Linked DNA regions of Mus musculus: regions 1, 3 and 4 are each linked to region 2. The links are chromatin contacts, called in public promoter capture Hi-C maps. All regions are on one chromosome and are shown on one strand. The core of a region is the stretch at or near the end of the contact, and the rest is flanking DNA. Distances in the headings are between cores, read along the strand shown. Region 1 holds the start of Psma6 (proteasome subunit alpha 6). Region 2 holds the start of 2700097O09Rik (RIKEN cDNA 2700097O09 gene). Region 3 holds the start of Nfkbia (nuclear factor of kappa light polypeptide gene enhancer in B cells inhibitor, alpha). Region 4 holds the start of Snx6 (sorting nexin 6).

Region 1 (2,700 bases), core at 44-2,543, 320 kb after region 2:
GTCTTACAGAGAACTTCTCCGTGACTGTTCAGGCAAACTGTAGGTGTTATAGTACACTTGGCTGGGAAGACTGAGAAAAGTACGCAAAGGTCAGGAGTTAATCCTGATGTAAGGACCTGAGCTAGAACCAAGGGACAGCAGCTCTTATCAGCACACTTGGGAATTGAAGCTGGAAAGTACCGGGTGTTCCAGAGCGGCTGCTTACATGGGCTATTTTCTTAACCCGTGTTTCAATCTTGGATGTTGTACACCCTACCCCCACCCCCAGACAGCCTTCTTTTTCCTGTGTAGCCTTACTGTGTCCTGAAACTCATTCTGTAGATCTGGCTAGCCTTGAACCCAGAGATGTCTCTGCCTTCCAAGTGCTGGGATAAAAGATGTGTCCCACCACACCTGGCTTATATTTTTTTCTAAAGGAAGAAAAAAATTAGCTCGAGAAATTAAAACTTCCTTATGAAGAATCTCTTCAAATGTTTTGCTTTAAAATGGGTGCTTTTAGAGAGAACGCCACAGATCTGAATATTTCAGTATTACATCAGTAAATTGTTATAAATATTGCTGTAAACAAAACTTTTATTTAGGGAGGGGGGAATAGCTTAATAATATGCTTCGATTTTTATATTCACTAAATAGGGGCTGTGCCCTAGGGTGCACAATGTGCAGAATTTTACAGTTTGAAAAACCACCAGTTTTCCAGGAGTTGCTTCGCCGCCTTGGAATTACTCTCCGGTATCCAGCCACCAGCAACGATCTTGCTCATCATCAACTAAGACTGCTCAACCTCTCAAGTTCCCATCTCTGGGCCGCTGTCCAAAGGAAAGTCTTGCCAGACTAGAAGAAAACTTTTGTTATTTCCAGTGGCTTCTTCCACTAACCCTCTTTCAGGCCCTACATTTAAGGGTGGCTGTTGCATTCCTTTCTCCCCCAAAACGTAGGAAGAGAAGTGGCTGGTAAAATGAAGGTTAGGAAGAACAAAGCCAGACTCCGGGAAGACAGGAGAGCAAGTACAGGCGCCCAAACTGACTGCGAACGCGGTGACCATACTGTCTCCAGAGGTCACAAGTAGGCAAAGGACAACTGCAGGCACCTTGAAAACTTCCTCTTTTGGCCACTCTGATCTCCAGAACGCACTAACGGCCGGCTGCGACCCAGAGCCACCACCCGGAAGCCCGCGGACCGCAGGCCGGGCGCGCGAGGGCCCGCCTACTCAGGGGCAGTGCTTTGGGACGTCCCGTCCCCACCGGAAACACCGCCAGTCCCTCACCAGAGCGGAAGCAGCTCCGCCGGTGCTCCGGAAGCAGTAGCCATAACTTCCGGGAGGGGGCTTGGGTCCCTGGTGTGTGTGCTACGGGGTGCAGACTGTGTTTAAAATAGCAGGAACGCCATGTCCCGGGGTTCCAGCGCCGGTTTTGACCGTCACATTACTATCTTCTCTCCCGAGGGCCGACTCTACCAAGTAGGTGAGTGACTCAGGGCCTCCTGCGGGACCTCCGAATTGCTCTGTCATGCTTCGGCCTGGAGCGAGCGGACGCGGCCCGAGGATGGTTCGGGGGCTCGGAGAAGGGCCTGAGCCAGGAAAGCAGCAGGATCGAGGTCGGGCCCGCTCTCGTCTTCCCAGCCCGGTCTGCAAGCGGGCTTGGAGGCTGAAACCGAAGCGTAGTGCTCTTCAGGAGCGCCTTACTGGCCAGACACAAAGCAGTAGGGCTTTGCACTGTGATGCCCGCCTTCTGCCTTTCGGAGTCCCCCGTAGCTCAGCGATTCTCAATCTTCCTAATGCTGCGCCCCTTAAATCCAGTTCCTCGCGTTGTGATGACCCTCAGCCATAAATTTGTTTTCGTTGCTACTTCAAAACTATGTTTTTTTTGTTTTTTTGTTTTTTTACTTCAATGAACGGTAATGTTTTTTCAGATGGTCTTAGGCGACCTTGTGAGAAGGTTTTGGTACTGGGGGTCGCGACCCACATGTTGAGAAGCACTGTTTAGCATCAGTCTACCTGGAGCCTGAGTCTTCCCTTCGCTGAGAGTGGTTGGTTCTTTAACCATCCAACTTAAATGCACACACACCACACACCCTCAACCCTCCTCTGCAGTATAGATAGATGACTTGCTTTGTGGTCAACTCTATACAAGTGTGTAAAGCCCTACCAGACACTGCTGGTTCTAGAAAAGAGATCAATGTCACTCGTCCCTACTGAAGCTGACTGCTTAAAGGAAGTGACAGGAAACCAAACGAATAAAAAGAGAAGAGTTCAGTATATGCAAAGTTCACAACTGAGAAATAAAAGAACAGCAATGAACTCCTCTTGAAGTTGGCACCCCGATTTTAACCCCCACCTGTAAGAATGCTTCTATAGTTTAAAAACTGGTTCTCAGTCTAGTTGAGGCACGGTGTGTTAGTCTTTACTAAAGGAACAGCTTTAATGGACGGAAACCTGAACTTAGCATCAGTTACTCCATGTAACAATACATTTTGGTAAGTTGAAGTCGCGGCAGGGTTTGGTCTAGGATTATAGGACAGACTTTTAAGCTCTTGCCATAGAAAACTTAGTGTCAGAAGGGCGAGACATACATCTGGTCCATGATAATTTTATTTTGAAGTTTTTTATCTCAGTGTCTTGACAAGGAGAGTCATACTATCTTGGTTGGAAATCCTAGAGTTGGCCTATAAATGGAGTTCTACTCACCTATATGCTTAGATTAT
Region 2 (2,700 bases), core at 131-2,630:
TTTATAGTGAGACCATGTCTTTAAAAAAAACCTAATATGTTAGAGAGATGGGTCAGCAGTTAAGAGCACTGACTGCTCTTCCAGAGGTCCTGAGTTCAACTCCCAGCAAACACATAGTGAGTGGTTCACAACATTCTGTAATGGGATCTGATGCCCTCTTGTGGTGCGTCTAAAGACAACGACAGTGTACTCATATACATAAAATAACAAACAAAAAAACCCTATTTTGTAAATTCCCATCTTGAAGCACTATTCTTATATGTGTATATAACCACAGAGTACTGCCTGGGTTCCTGCATTCCCAAGATACACTTAGCTATCATATGCCTCAAGCAATCTTTAGTTTGGTACCTCACTTAAAATAATCTCTCAAAACCTTCAACAATTCTTGAATTACACCAAGAATATTTTTCCTAAAAGGTCAGAGGTTGAAGATCTAAAAGTGGAAGCTGGAGTTGAGGGTGTAGCTCAGTAGGCAGAGCACAGGCCTGAGTTTGATCTTCAGCACCAGGGCAGGTGAGATGGACGAAGGAGGATCAGAGTTCTAAGTCATACTCTGTTAACTTGGAGGTCTAGCAGGACTAGATGAGACCTTGCCTCAAAAATTAAAAATATACTGAAGGTCTTATCAAATAAGAACACTTTAAGGAGCTGAATGAAAGTAACCTTGGGGATTAGTGTTTTTCAGAATAGCATACATTGGTAGAGTTCTCAAAAAGAGACAAGTATATAACTAAAACAGTGCGTTCACTAGGCTTTACCTTTTTTGCTAAAGAAAAGTTTCATCCATTAACTAGATCTAATCACCTCATTTCCTCGATTCTAATTTGTGAGTTTTCATATTAACTATTAACAGTTTAAAAAGAAGTGTTTTTTTTCTTCCCCATACCATGGAAGATTATTAATTGGTCTATTTTACCATGTATAAGATAAATGTACTAGGTATATGTGATTTTATTTGCCTTGAGGATAACTCCACAGCCTAAAACCTTTCTTGCACAGAGCTTTTTCAAGTAGTATCGGCCTGTACGAGTAATTGAACAAAGAGGTTCTAGAAGCTTGCCCAAAATCAGCACCGGAATCACAAACCACCTAAAGTTGATTCTCAGGTATCGAATCCTAAAATGCAGTCTGATGACTAGGTGTAGGGTATGCAGCGACCAAGAGACCTGGTGCCTAGCCCCGCCCCTCCCTGGTACCCAAAGACTAAATCCAACAGCCAACTGCCAGGCTCTAGCCATGACTGCTTACGGGTAGTCCTCATCCAGTGGAGCAGTGCCGGGACATCTGCGGGAGCCGTAGTTCCGAGCAACTGAAGTACAGCTCTCCGAGCGGACTGAAAGTCCATGGCGAAGTGCGCGGACAAGCCAAGAGCAGGTTCTCACTGAGCACGCGCAGCCAGACACGCGCGCTGCGACCCCGCCCTCCTCAGATCGTCCAATCCCGAGAGCCGAAACGCCAAACCCCGCCCCTCCGGGACCCCGCCTCCCGCGGCTTCAGAAGCCCTAGGCCGCGCGCCCTTGCGGAGTTCTGCACTCTTTCACGTAGTCGCTTTCCCCTAAGTCCTGACTTTTCCTCGAGGTCGCACCCGAGGAGGTCCTGTCTCGCTGCTAGCTTGCCGCGGCAGTGACGTACAGGGAGAACACTAAGGTCAAAGGTCAGCTCCAGCAAAGAAACACCCCTTCTATCCTTTCGGGGGAGCCGTAGACGCGGGGCTTTGTGCCCCGGAAGCGGAAGTGTGTTTTCACGAAGGGCTGAACTCCGCCGAGTGATGACGTCTCCTCATTGGGCGGAAGGTTCGGTGGCAGTCGTCGGTGTTCCAGCTGGTGGGAGTTGGCTTCACTGTGTTGGGCGCTGGGCCCCTAGTTTCTGGAGCTGGGAAGTTGGGCGACGGGCTCCGTCCCTGTCCTTCAGCTTCCAGCGTTCCTGGGTTTCCTTCGGCGGCGTGGGGCCTCGCTAAGGGCTCGCCGGCCCTGTGGGGCCACGGCTTTAGTGGCGCCTTTTGCGGTGAGTGTGGGGGGTTTTCCTCGCTCCGCCCTGGGAACCCCTAGTTAGAGCGCCGCTTCTGCGGAAGTCTTCCCGGGTGGCCACGGGCAGTGATCGCCGAGGCTGAGGTGCACTGACACTTTTATTTTACTCTTGCCCTCCACTGCAAGCTTTACCAAACGCTGCGCTGCTACCCTTTTAATTTGTCTTCAGATTTACCCGAGCCAAATAAGTAAGCATTGGTAGGCTTGGCTCATGGAAGGCATTCCCGAACAAGAATTTAGATAAAGCTATTTCCCCAAAGCCTTTTGACATATACTAGGGTTTATTTTCCTATCTTTTAGTGTTTACTAACATGTTGGTTAGCATATTGTTCAGAACTTTTAGTTCCGCGACAGTGATAAGATGTGCTAAGGACTTTAATAAGTCGAAGCTAGTGACAATGTATTTTTTGTTGTTGAAACTTTCTTAATCAGCTTTTCGGTTACCAGTCTTCACTTAGTTGTTAGATATGCATTTGAACAATTTTTTTTGAGGCTTTCTTTTCTTGTTTTCTCTTTTTAAGCTGAAGAGATAAAGTAATGAAGGACAGTGCTCCTAACATGAAGATTCTAGCAGTACAGAGGATGAAAAAGGCTATAAGTATATAATATAGCCCGACTCTAGTTAGGCCAAAAGAGACACAGGACAGTGATGACAGTTAATGTGCCCCTT
Region 3 (2,915 bases), core at 411-2,910, 410 kb after region 2:
TCATATAGGCATCGAGGAGAAAACTTTTTAAAAAGATCACAGTGTCTGAACTTTGTATACGTTCGGAGTTTAAGACTCAAGTGGCCCCATCTCTCTCCCTCCTCTGCATCCTTGGATGGACTGGCAGACCTACCATTGTAGTTGGTGGCCTGCAGGACGGAGTGGAGATGCTGGGGTGTGCAGGTCTGCGTCAAGACTGCTACACTGGCCAGGCAGCCCTGCTCACAGGCAAGATGTAGAGGGGTATTTCCTCGAAAGTCTCGGAGCTCAGGATCACAGCCAGCTTTCAGAAGTGCCTCAGCAATTCCTGGCTGGTTGGTGATCACAGCCAAGTGGAGTGGAGTCTACAAATGGAAGAGGAAACAGAAAGGGATAAGCCATGGAGCAAACCCATAGTCTTGAGTTTCCTGAACCCCAGACACCTCCCGCTATGGAATCTGATCCTCCCATTTGTCTCTTAGGAGATCAGGCAAACAGGAGGCCCTAGGTGGGTCATAAAGACCTCACTAAACCCAAGGGATTTTTCTTCTGGTTCTAAGACGTTGGCTGATTTGAATGCAAAAGGCCAAGGCAGATAAGAACTAAGTGACTATTAATTTAGAAACGCTTTGGGGGCGACCGTGCTACATCTGACTCCACCAAGGGGTCAAAGAGGGCACCCGCGGGGCAAGCAAGCAGCGCACCTGCTGCAGGTTGTTCTGGAAGTTGAGGAAGGCCAGGTCTCCCTTCACCTGACCAATGACTTCCATGGTCAGCGGCTTCTCTTCGTGGATGATTGCCAAGTGCAGGAACCTGAGGGATGACAGGGAAACCCCCCGAGGGGTGGTGAGCACACTGCGTGGGGGGGGGGGAGGCGCGGGCTGGAGGTGGGGTTGGAGGGGGGATTGCGCAAGGCCGGGGTTTCTGGAGGCCGCGGCCGCGGTGTTTTCCGCGAGGTTATTATGAGCTGAGTGTTCCTGGCAGCCGCCCAGGGACTTTCCGTGCCCCACCCCCTCCGGGCGGGCGCCGGCCAGACCGGCCCGCCCTCCGCCGCCCGGAACGCCCTGTACTTCCCCTCGCGGCCGCGCGGCGCCCGGCGGCTGCGCGCCACCGCTGCCAGGCCGGGACTTTGCGTCCTCGCCGCCGCTGCCGCCCCGCCCCCCCCGGCCTGCGCTCGGCGACTCCGGGTCCGGGGACAGGGGAGGAGGGGGAGGGGGGAAGACAGGCGGCCCGCCGCAGCCCCGGCGCCCCGCAACCCCGGCGCCCTCGCCGTGCAGAACCCCGAGCGCGCTGCAGGCCCCGCGCGACCCCCACCGGTGCCCGGCGCCACTTACGAGTCTCCGTCCTCCGTGAGCTGCTGCTTCCAGGGCTCGGCGGCCAGCGGCGCCTCCTGCGGCTGCAGGCGGATCTCCCGCAGCTCCTTCACCATTTGCTCGTACTCCTCGTCCTTCATGGAGTCCAGGCCGCTGTCGTGGCGATCGTCCACCAAGCGCTCCTTCTTGAGGCCATCCCGCGGGCCCTCCATGGCCCAGTCCTGGCCGTGCCCAGCTGGCTGAAACATGGCTGTGCGGGGCTGAGCGGGTGCAGGCTGCAGGCTGCTGGCGGCTGGCTGGCGAGGTCTGACTGTTGTGGGCTCGGCAGCGCCGCCGCGGCGCCCTATAAACGCTGGCAGGGGATTTCTCAGGGGCGGGGTCAGGCGCGGGGAATTTCCAAGCCAGTCAGACTAGAAAAAGAACTGGCTCGTCCTCCACTGAGAAGCCTAAACCCAGGGCCGGGGTTCATCGGAGAAACTCCCTGCGATGAGCCACTGGGGTCATGCACAGGGAACTTTTTGATGAGCCCTGAGTGGCTGGAAAGTCCTCCCGACCAGGCCCCCTCCCTCTAGGTACTTCCCTGCAGCCTGCACTCAGTAACCCCAGCCCTCTGCAAGAACCCTTCTTTCCCTGGGGTTTCCCACCGGGCGATTTTGGTTTGGGGTCCCAAGCTGCGCAGCTTCCAAGGACGCAGACCTGCTAGGCTGTTCCTCTTAGCGATTTGCCAGTTTGCAGGTCTTTTCCGGTTTTTGATCTTTTTGAAAACCCAAGAGTGGAAACGCTGGCTAGGTGCAGGGATTCGCTTCTCCTAAATTTCTGCGACGACGGACATATGAGTGGTTCCGGGGCCGGCTGTGTTTTGTCTGTTCCAGGCCCTTTGCAATGCAGGGACATTTGGCTGTCCTTCACTCCTACTCCATGAAGCTGTAAAAACTTTGGCATTAAAACAAACAAAACCACCACCACCACCAACAAAAACCAAGAGCTTGGAGAACCCCTAGATTATTTCCTAGGGGTCAATAATCTTGCCCCCCCCCCCGGGGGAGGGGCAAATCCTAGCTCCGTATGGGAACCACATTTTTCCCCAAGTAATGCAAGCTGTTAATCTTAGTAGAAGTTGTAGTTTCCTTGCAACCGCAACTGTTGCGTTCTTGCTGTCGGAGTTAACTTGTTGCAGAGAATGAAGCCGGAGCTTATTGTGAATGCCTAGCAGAGCAATTGACTTAGTGCCCTAGCCAAGGCTGGCCTCTCAAACATAGCTAAAAAAGTAACTGTGAGGTATCCTGCAGGAGGCTCAAGATAGTCCTAACACAGACCCCATCTGAAACCTGCTGCTTCTATCAGCTTCCTTGCTCCCAAGGGACCGCGGCATTATGGGTAGCTGCTCCCCCAAGAAAGGGATTTGGGCCTGTGAGCCTCTAGTTTAACCGGCAAAAGTACAAATGTTACTTCCACCCCACCCCTACTTAGGGAAAATTAAAGCAACGTGGATCAGAGTTTGTCAGACCAGATCCAGGAGGCCTCTCTAGTTCTGCATAGATTTCTGGTGAGATGTGAATGATCTTTTTCTTAATGAGCCTTATGTCAGCTTTCCTCTCTTTGGAATTCCAGCGCCTCCCCCTG
Region 4 (2,959 bases), core at 455-2,954, 280 kb before region 2:
ATCTGGAGGAAGGAAACAGATCAGCAGTAGTATGTGCCCCTCTGTGACACTAACTCTTTAAAACTGCTTCAGGGGCTGCTGAGATGACTTCAGGAGTTAGGGCACACTGCTCTTACAGACCTGAATTCAGCTCCCAGCATCCACACAGATTGCTCTCAAAACCACCTGTGACACCAGCCTCTGGGGTCTGACACTGTCTGACCTCTACAGAACTTGTTTGTACACAGTTGCACCTACCCACCACACAGACAAAGAATCTCTTACCAACAACAATATCCTGCACGGTTACCATCTATCCTGAATCCACTAACACCTGCATCTCTCACATTTTCTAGGATGGATAAGTAGCCGCAAAATAGAAAACAAAAGGAAAACTAGGCTAGGAGGCATGCACCACATCCACACTTGGGAGGCAGGAAAAAAATTGCTTTGTACAAGGAAACTTGTTTCAAACCAAGTTTCTGGACAAGTGTGAGCTGCTGAGTGATAAAATGGTGACAATGAAACTTTGCTTAGTGGCAGTCATACATTAGTAACAGTGCACCTGTACAAGGCTCTACATGCAATGCTATCTTTCACTAAGACAAATGGAGTGCTGCTGGGGGGATGCAGTGGGAGCGAGAAATGAGACCTTTGAACAAGGGGCAGGAAGCGGGGAGGGGGGAGAGTGGTCAAAGGATACAAACTTTCAGTTTTAAGTTCTGGATACTTAATGTACAGTGGAGTGACTAATAATAATGGATACTTGAAACTCTGCTGAGAGCAGACCAAGTGCTCTCCTCAAAAAAGAAAATGAAGGTACCTGAGTAAGGTCCCGAGTGAGGTCTGTGTTCATTAACTTGACAATGGTAATTATTTCACAACCTCTACACGCATCAAAATATCACGCTGTACATCTTTATATAAATTATTATTTTGTAAGTCATACCTTAACATGAGCTAGAGATGGGAGACAATATCGAGAGAATCCTGAAAAGGATGGGGATTGAGGAATATACTAGAAAAAGTAAAGATACTGAAAGCGACCCGTTCTTTAAAAATCTTTTAGGGCAAAACTGAGATTTGCTGATTGCAAAAAAATCATTACAAAAGAGTAAATTTAGACCAAATCCATACCATTCAGCAGAGAAAGGAGAAACGAGGTTCCAGAAAGCCACAGAAAGATTTTGACGGTACCACCGGGAAGGTCTGAAAATGGGTTTCGTGGCCCAGAGAGTCAAGGATGGGGGCGTTCCAACCCGGCCACCCCACCTGCAGCGGGGCCTGGGAAAAGCAAGCTCAGCACAGGGTTGGATCGCCCACCTAGGGCGAGAAAGCGGCCACGGGACCAGCGGAACCGAGAAGCGCCCGACCCCAGGGACGAAGGGCTGCAGAAGGGCGGGGCGCGCGTCGCGGAGGTCGGGAGGGCGACCCAGGGCGGCAGCGCAGCCTGGACCCCTTCTCGGGCCACGGCGGGGGAGGGACCGAGGGTCGAGACCACAGAAGACACAACTTACTCCGCGGTCTTCCTCCGAGAGGAAGTCGGGGCCGTCATCCAGGCCTTCCTGTGGGGTCGGCGGGCCCAGCACACCGAAGGGGAGGCAGGGAAAGGGGGAGACACAAAGAGAGACATTAGCGCCCAGCCCGCGCCGTCCCCGCGCCCGCCGCCCCCACCGCGCGCCCCGAGTTCGGCGCCGCCGTGAACACCCACCATCATGGCTGCTTCGAGTCCAGGGCTCGCGCAGTCGCACAAGCAAGGCCACGAACCTAGTCGGCCGCGCGGGTGGGGCGGAGGGCGGAGCCGAGCGCCAGCCCCGCCCCCCGCCCGCTCTAGGAGGGGGAGCAGTCCCTGAAGGGGAAAGGACGCAGGGTCCTTTGCTCCAGGTAAGAGGGAGGGTTGGCCCAGAGCGATAGTCGCTGCTCACTGCTGGCGAGCTCAGGCTTGGGAAGGCCCCAGGGCCACCCGGAGAACGGTCCACGTCTCTTGCCCCCGAGGGCCCCTAAAAAACTGTACCAGTACTCCCAGGAAGTCACAGTAAATATTCTTGTCTTTGTATTGAGTTACATGATGATTAATCACCATTAATACCATATTGCCTGTGGAAGTTTCAGGAGCCAAAAGCCTTCACACAATAAGCAGACAGGGGCTATAATCAAGCTTTTACTGCTGGGGAAGTAATAACTACCTCAGTTTGGGGTGCTAATGACCGAGCACTATAAAAACAGAGCCGTTCTCATTACAAGAGTATTCCTTGCCTGTATACTAAGAAACAATCGCCAGACCTGATCTAACTGTCCAGCTGAGTAGCAGGAAAGGAGCATCCACAGATGCTTCAAGAAAATAATCCCTTGGGCCAGCATGTTGGTTTAGCAGTGAGGAAAAGTACTTGCTGCTAAGCCTAGAGGCCTGAGTTCAAGCCCCAGGACTGACCCACAAGGTAGAATGGTACTGCAGATTGTCCTTTCACACACACAAAACCAATAAATAAATAAATTTTATAAAAATAATCATTTCTAACTTACCACACTTCACTTCTACAAAGGATCACTCAAGCAAAGCTGTGTCTCCACTTTTATTTATTTATTTATTTATTTATTTATTTAGAGACAGGGTTTCTCTGTATAGGCCTGGCTGTCCTGGAACTCACTCTGTAGACCAGGCTGGCTTCTGACTCAGAAATCTGCCTGCCTCTGCCTCTGCCTCCCAAGTGCTGGGATTAAAGGCGTGTGCCACCACCGCCCGGACTATTGTGTCTCCACTTAATGACATCATCACTCTCAAGGTCCAAGCCTGGTTTCGACTTGTCCTCTTCAGATCCTTCATCTCCTCATGCCTCACATCCAAACAAATACCACCGTGTCTGCAATTGACTCATTTTCTCCACCTCCCTTCCTACACATATACATGTAAATAACGATCTGCTGGTGTGAATCTTCTCTCCACCCCTGGCCTTACTAGCATCTCAGCCTTCCTGGCTCT

What was found. Capture Hi-C pulls out chosen DNA fragments and counts their contacts.
Region 1: a promoter capture Hi-C map of adipose tissue shows a contact between it and region 2. The contact joins the promoter of Psma6 here to the promoter of 2700097O09Rik in region 2.
Region 3: a promoter capture Hi-C map of liver shows a contact between it and region 2, with 3 times the contacts expected there. The contact joins the promoter of Nfkbia here to the promoter of 2700097O09Rik in region 2. A contact is called at or near these places in 4 of 39 promoter capture datasets (the C10 cell line, embryonic stem cells, liver and 1 more), 1 of 15 datasets of contacts at CTCF or cohesin (the NIH/3T3 cell line), 2 of 115 datasets of contacts at active chromatin or transcription factors (memory CD8 T cells and stem cell-derived neural progenitor cells) and 3 of 9 other capture datasets (adipose tissue, embryonic stem cells and liver).
Region 4: a promoter capture Hi-C map of adipose tissue shows a contact between it and region 2, with 2.5 times the contacts expected there. The contact joins the promoter of Snx6 here to the promoter of 2700097O09Rik in region 2. A contact is called at or near these places in 9 of 39 promoter capture datasets (the 3T3-L1 cell line, the C10 cell line, cranial neural crest and 5 more), 1 of 15 datasets of contacts at CTCF or cohesin (the NIH/3T3 cell line), 1 of 484 Hi-C or Micro-C datasets (bone marrow-derived macrophages), 17 of 115 datasets of contacts at active chromatin or transcription factors (the 230-238 cell line, bone marrow-derived macrophages, cardiomyocytes and 12 more) and 3 of 9 other capture datasets (adipose tissue, liver and pancreatic islet).

The regions. Positions count from the first base shown.
Region 1 is chr12:55,397,532-55,400,231 of GRCm38.p6, forward strand. Psma6 (proteasome subunit alpha 6) reads left to right here and starts at 1,294. Exons shown (of 7, transcript NM_011968.3): 1 at 1,294-1,460. The coding sequence starts at 1,385.
Region 2 is chr12:55,078,730-55,081,429 of GRCm38.p6, forward strand. It overlaps 2700097O09Rik (RIKEN cDNA 2700097O09 gene), which reads right to left and starts at 1,381. Exons shown (of 8, transcript NM_028314.2): 1 at 1,252-1,381. The coding sequence starts at 1,348. Srp54a (signal recognition particle 54A) reads left to right here and starts at 1,767. Exons shown (of 16, transcript NM_011899.4): 1 at 1,767-2,007.
Region 3 is chr12:55,490,987-55,493,901 of GRCm38.p6, forward strand. Nfkbia (nuclear factor of kappa light polypeptide gene enhancer in B cells inhibitor, alpha) reads right to left here and starts at 1,661. Exons shown (of 6, transcript NM_010907.2): 1 at 1,314-1,661; 2 at 684-792; 3 at 134-344. The coding sequence starts at 1,540. It overlaps Gm36634 (a long non-coding RNA gene), which reads left to right and starts at 2,309. Exons shown (of 3, transcript XR_381610.3): 1 at 2,309-2,915.
Region 4 is chr12:54,793,958-54,796,916 of GRCm38.p6, forward strand. Snx6 (sorting nexin 6) reads right to left here and starts at 1,705. Exons shown (of 14, transcript NM_026998.3): 1 at 1,691-1,705; 2 at 1,497-1,544. The coding sequence starts at 1,696.